Linked DNA regions of Mus musculus: region 2 is linked to region 1. A link is a contact called in public promoter capture Hi-C data. All regions are on one chromosome and are shown on one strand. The core of a region is the stretch at or near the end of the contact, and the rest is flanking DNA. Distances in the headings are between cores, read along the strand shown. Region 1 overlaps Lamb1 (laminin B1). Region 2 overlaps Cog5 (component of oligomeric golgi complex 5).

What was found. Promoter capture Hi-C pulls out the DNA fragments that hold promoters and counts their contacts.
Region 2: a promoter capture Hi-C map of cranial neural crest shows a contact between it and region 1. The contact joins two enhancer-like sites. A contact is called at or near these places in 3 of 39 promoter capture datasets (the C10 cell line, cranial neural crest and hippocampal neurons), 4 of 484 Hi-C or Micro-C datasets (cardiomyocytes, cortical neurons, embryonic fibroblasts and 1 more), 2 of 115 datasets of contacts at active chromatin or transcription factors (cardiomyocytes and extraembryonic endoderm stem cells) and 1 of 9 other capture datasets (embryonic stem cells).

Annotation. Positions count from the first base shown.
Region 1 is chr12:31,319,431-31,322,417 of GRCm38.p6, forward strand. It overlaps Lamb1 (laminin B1), which reads left to right. Exons shown (of 33, transcript NM_008482.3): 25 at 489-673; 26 at 1,468-1,709. Among named protein-coding and RNA genes, the nearest start is that of Dld, 31 kb to the right of the region's middle. Within about 2 kb of position 1,586, at least 21 of the 459 cell types and tissues checked have an H3K27ac peak or open chromatin away from gene starts, as enhancers often do.
Region 2 is chr12:31,935,448-31,938,434 of GRCm38.p6, forward strand. Cog5 (component of oligomeric golgi complex 5) reads left to right here. Exons shown (of 23, transcript NM_001163126.1): 23 at 1,730-2,183. It overlaps Hbp1 (high mobility group box transcription factor 1), which reads right to left. Exons shown (of 11, transcript NM_153198.3): 4 at 2,171-2,312; 5 at 1,723-1,834; 6 at 1,525-1,637. Among named protein-coding and RNA genes, the nearest start is that of Hbp1, 13 kb to the right of the region's middle. Within about 2 kb of position 1,409, at least 27 of the 459 cell types and tissues checked have an H3K27ac peak or open chromatin away from gene starts, as enhancers often do.

The DNA.
Region 1 (2,987 bases), core at 336-2,835:
AAAGTGAAACTCTGGGGAAAAACCATCACCAGGAAAGCCACTGCGTATATTCAGTGCCACCAAATCCTGTAACCCTTTTTAGTGCCTGTTCTCTGTGTTGGGTCACTCGTGGCATCCTCTCAACTTAAGGAGCATTAAATATGTGATGTGTGTCTGTATATTTGTATGTCGGGGGCTTACTGCAGCTGCCTACATTCAGAGCTGGTAGCCTGCACTCACCCTTGTTCATTTTATATCAGAGGCTTAAACTCCCCCCCCCCCCCCCCCACACACACACAAAGAGCTGAGGGTTCACTGGTATTTTTCTTCAGAGTATTTGAAGAAAAGGTGTTCGCTTCCGTTGTCTCTTTAGGAAGAAAGCTGAAACACAGGAGTATAACTGAAGTATAGTCTGAAGGTAGAGAGTGAGAGATTGTGCTAGTGGAGAACCCACAAGTAAGACTGACAGTGTGGGCCAGTTTTAGGTAAGCTTGCTTTTCTTTCCACAGGAAACTAACCAAAGATGTCACAGAAAAGATGGCGCAGGTAGAAGTGAAATTAACTGATACAGCTTCACAGAGTAACAGCACAGCTGGAGAGCTCGGCGCACTGCAGGCAGAAGCAGAGAGCCTTGACAAGACCGTGAAGGAGCTGGCAGAACAGCTGGAGTTTATCAAAAACTCCGATATTCAGGGTGAGAAATCTCAAACCTGGATAATAAATGACCCTGTATCTACCCACTTAATACTTTCTAAAAACAAACAAAAAAGTGTTCTAACAGTTTTAAATCTTTATTAATTGAGTCTTTGGCACAAGTGGGGCTTAAAGTTCTTGGTTTTCCAGTACGGGACCTGGGGACAAGACATAGTAGAGGCCCTACTGCATTAAAATGTGGTCCGTTTCTCAGTTTAACTCCCTGGCCTGTCCTTAGCCTCTGTGGCTACTAAAATATTGTTAATTCTGCAAGTCCTTTTGCATCTGAGATTACTGCTTACTTAGTAACTCAAAAATATTTTAATAATCAATAATGCAGGCTATATCATACCCTCCCCCAAAAGCAAAGGTGACATATGTTAATGACACAATTCCACAGTAGTCATTTTGTTTTACTAGGTCCCTATAGCCAAAATGTACTGTGTTCTTTATGTGTGTAATAATTGTTTGAATGGACCCAAGTAGATAAAGAGAAACAGTCACCTGGACACCTCCAGGCTCCCTGACACCAGGATTTAGATATTTGCCTAAATACAGAAATGGTGTGTGCATGATGGCTTGACTTCTTTCACACCAGTGCTTGACCAGGGGCTGATGGGACAGAAGAGATTTACTGTTCGTAACATGGAAACTCTGCTTCCCTCCAGATTTCTTTTCCCCTTGAATCCTAAAGCCAGTATAAATCAGGGCTATCAGATACCAAAAATGGGCACTGTTTGGGGAGGACCCAGGGACAAGGAGGTTAACTGTGGGCAATTTCGCTTCCTGTCCCAGGCGCCTTGGATAGCATCACCAAGTATTTCCAGATGTCTCTTGAGGCAGAGAAGCGGGTGAATGCCTCCACCACAGACCCCAACAGCACTGTGGAGCAGTCTGCCCTCACGCGAGACAGAGTAGAAGATCTGATGTTGGAGCGAGAGTCTCCGTTCAAGGAGCAGCAGGAGGAACAGGCACGCCTCCTGGACGAACTGGCCGGCAAACTGCAAAGTCTCGACCTGTCGGCTGTTGCACAGATGGTGAGGCTTGGCGTTTGCTCTCATTAGCTCTGGGTTTTTTGTTTGTTTTTTGTTTTTATAAAGAGACAAAGAAAACAGACACCTTCTGCCTTGCTCCAGTATTGCTGTTCGTAATCCTGTAGGGGTGACTCCTGAGCTCAAGGTGCTGGGCTCCACTGTCAGTTAGCCGTGATCAAGGCATGGGGAACAGAGCATGTGTGTGTCTCCCTGCCTGCTCCTGCCTCAACTGTTCCTCTGGGCAGCCCCTCCCCCACCTCCTGTATCTGCTGAGGGACTTGACTTCTGAAACTAGATCCTTTTTATAGTGTGGCCTTCAAAACAAAACAAAAACAAACAAAACAACAACAAAAAAAAAAAACAAGAAAAAACCTTGCTTGTTTTGCTTTGAACTGCAACATCCAAGTGGAAGAATTTAAAATTGTTCAGGGACAGAACCTTTTTCCATCGGTGTTTGCTAAAATGTTCCTTTGTTCCAGTAATATTACCTGGTAAAGCTTAAGGTCTGAGCTGGCCTCAAAGAGCAGATTAATTTCTTAGAAGCTTTTAAAAAGTAACTCTGGAGCCAGGTGAAATTGAGTAGTGAGTTTAATGAAAACCAGGCAGAAGGCCAAAAGGAAACCAAGCCAGGTTTCCCTGTGGTTTTCCTCTTCTTTTTCATGGGAGGAAACCTGAGACAACTGAGATATATTTTTATATATACACCAACATTATCTTCTAGTTTTTCTCAGCCTAGACAGAGGAATCTTTAAGAGTCAGGTGGGAAGAAAACTGGCAAAGACACTCATTTTATGGCCCTGGGCCCTAGGTACCTTGGATAGTAGCACCAAGTATTTTCAGGTCTCTCTCAAGACATAAGAGGGTGACTGCCTCCACTGTAGACCCCAGCAGCACCGGAGAGCAGCAGTCCCCACTCCTGTAGCAGCCATGTGTACTGGAGACAGGAAAACCCTTAACCATTCTGTACCTGCCATCGCCCCTCTTGCCCACGTCTGCAGTCAGAAACAGACAAGCGTGTCACCCATCCTGAACTGTGGTCAGTTTTTTTGGACACCTGCAAAGTTTAGGGGTTGGTATTATCTTCTGCTTTCAACAGAGTGGATCTTAAAGAGTGGGTGGAAATGGGTGTGGAGTGGCGGCACCCTCTCTGTGCAGGCTTTTTTTGTAAGACGTGGCTTAATGGTTTTTTTTTTCTCACTGTTTTTGTTTCAGTTATCCTGTGATTATTTCTGTAGGTTCTCAGCTGCCATCTTCTTGTGAATTGACTTTTTCCTCTTTGTG
Region 2 (2,987 bases), core at 159-2,658, 620 kb after region 1:
CACAGAAAAAGACACATGACTGCAGCTAGCTACAGCACCCAATTGTATACTAGGTGATCAACACATAATGGGTTAACAATGCTGTGAATACTATGGAATAGAAAACTGAATATGAAGGGATGAGAAGGAACATAATGAAAGACAGTTTCGTAGTTTTGAATGTGGTCTGCAAAAATATTTTAAAGGAATTTTAATTTAAAGAAATACTTAGATAGGCAGAAATTAGGAATGAGATGTACCCCAAGTCATACTGAGTGTGAAAAATTGATCATGGCTCACTAGTGAGGTCTAACATGCAGGTGGAAAAGTAGAGGGCAGATTAACAAATAGTCAAAATTAGTTTTCTAGGGCTGGAGAGAAGGCTCTTTTGTTAAGAGCACTGGCTGCTCTTCCAGAGGATCTGGGTTCAATTTCTAGCATCTACATGGTGGCTTATAACTGTTAACTCTACTCCAGGGGATCTGACACCCTCACACAGACATGCTCATGAAGGCAAAACACCAATGCACATAAAATAAATACTAAATGTTAAAAAAATTAGCCTTTTTTCTTAAAGCTACTAAGATTTTAGCCTGCGTTTACATTACATATCAGGATGCGAAGGCCCAGATGATTAAAGTCGTTCACATAAGACTTGCTGGAGTACACACTGAGTTCAGAGTGCTCTCTACAGAGATGCCGCCTGGATGCTGCTGTCAGTGCTCCAGTCACTAGGGCTATGAAGAGGAAGACACTGCAGCAATAAGCAATGGACTGAGAACTAGGGTACTGCTGCTGTGTAAACTAAGGGACAGCAATGTCAGGAAGTAGTTCAATGAGCAAATGTTGCAGAGATTTCAAAACTAGGAGACAAATTTTGTGTAAAGTAGGAGAAGCAAAATCAGACTGCACACTTTACTAAGAAAAGAGTAACACCAAGATGAAGACACCATGCTCAAGATAATCAACTTTTTCTCAAAACTTGACAGGAGACAGGAAGCTCCAAGAAGGAATTTTCAATTGGTATTTTATATTATCCCATTTTGCTTATTTATTCATTTATTTATTTTTCCCTGCAACAGAGATAGAGAAATGAAAAGTTTTAAAAGTAAAATGTGTCAACAGATATTTATTCTAATGTTGCTTACCACTGTTTTTACTTATAAATGTAGAAAATGAGAGTTTCCTGGGGTCATTTAAGAAGTAACCTCAAACTCTCAATTAACCATGGAAGACATGCACTGCATTATATACTTAAGAACTGAAGGTTTGAATTAGTTTACTATTTGTCTTTAAGGCTAGTCTAGTTTTCCAGAACAAGAGCATTTAAAGCATAAAGCTGCCAAGTCACACAGACCGCACACCTTAGAAGCATGGCTGGGAAGTGCTAGTCATGGTTCTGCCCACCATGCTAAGCACTGGGCGGTCTCACTCCCTACCCAGAGGGCAAGGTGCCATTTAAATAGGAATGCAAGTAGAGCGTTCCTCTAGATTAACCCTGAAGGTTGACCAGTTTGAAATTCTTTAGAAGGATTTTAAATGAACCTTGTGAGTGCCCATTTGGATCTCTTCCTCATTATCACAGCTGGCGGCTCTAGCAAAGTCTTCCACATCTTGCCATTCCTTATTGCTTTCCTTATGGAAGCACAGCCGCGTGCCTGAAGTTGAATTAGAAAGAAGGGATCAGATTACAAGCCTGCTGTGCTACCAAGGCAGCTGCAAATCATTTAAGTACTTCTTTACCTTTCAGAAAGCAGTGCCAAATGGTGGATGGCCAGGAATTGCACCAGCCCAGATCATCATCATCTGACAGGGAGGACATACAGAAAATGCCTGACTCTGACTCACTGTTTGCCTGTACAGAGAAAACAGAAACTTCTGTTTTGTTATTTTTAAAAGATCTTTTAATACCTCTTTTAAACTCGAGCTTTCAAATAAATATAACTTAGTTGTAAGATTAAGGAAAGTAAGCTTTCACTATTGAAGGACTTTTTTTCTTGAAGTTTTAAATACTGTCATCTGTAATAAATTTTCTTAAAAATAGAAATACAGAATCAAATGCATATAATGAACAATGAAATATTTTTGTGCATCTGTATGTTCTTCAAAACAATCTCTCAGATTGGGGAAAGGTAATGTTTTCAACCACTGTATAAACTTTGTAGAAGTTTGACTTCATGAATAAACTCACCCTTTCATGTCTTACTGGTGTTTCTTCCTTCCAGTGGTCATGAGGGAAGGCTGGCCCACTTTTTGAAGAAGAGGACACTGGTGGTGGGCGTGCATAGGAATGTAAACTTTTGCTAGTAGCTATGATGTGTACAGGAGATGATCTAAAATAAAGCAGTTTTTATTATCAGTGTAGGCAGGTCCATAACGAACATCTTTTCTCTTGATAACAGCATATTGCTAATGCTGTTACACAAGAGACAACTATGGAAAGCTCTAGTAAAGACAGCAAGCTGTCCCTTGAACTTATCATTAACCTTCCTCATATATAAACTCACTGGTATATGTTAAAGTGTTCTTTCTTATCGAAGACTCATCACATTTTCTTAAGCTTTTTAAAAATCAAAAGTGGCAAGGAACTTGGGATTTTCCTGCCCCAAGGTCAGGGATTGCATGTATGTACACTACACCTGATTCCCATCTCTTTTATTCCCATACAGATAAATATGCATATCATTATGAAGTAAATACCCATCTATTTCTTAACTCCGAAAACTCAACAGTACTAACCTGGCCAGCCATGTATCACTGGGTGAACTGCCTTAAGTAAAACTACAAATAGAAAACAGCCTGCTTGCCGGGCGTGGTGGCACACACAATTAATCCCAGCACTCGGGAGGCAGAGGCAGGCAGATTTCTGAGTTCGAGGCCAGCCTGGTCAACAGAGTGAGTTCCAGGACAGCCAGGGCTATACAGAGAAACCCTGTCTCAAAAAACCAAAAGAAAAGAAGAGAAGAGCCGAGCCTGTTTCCATTTGTAAGAAGACACTGTTTCTGTGA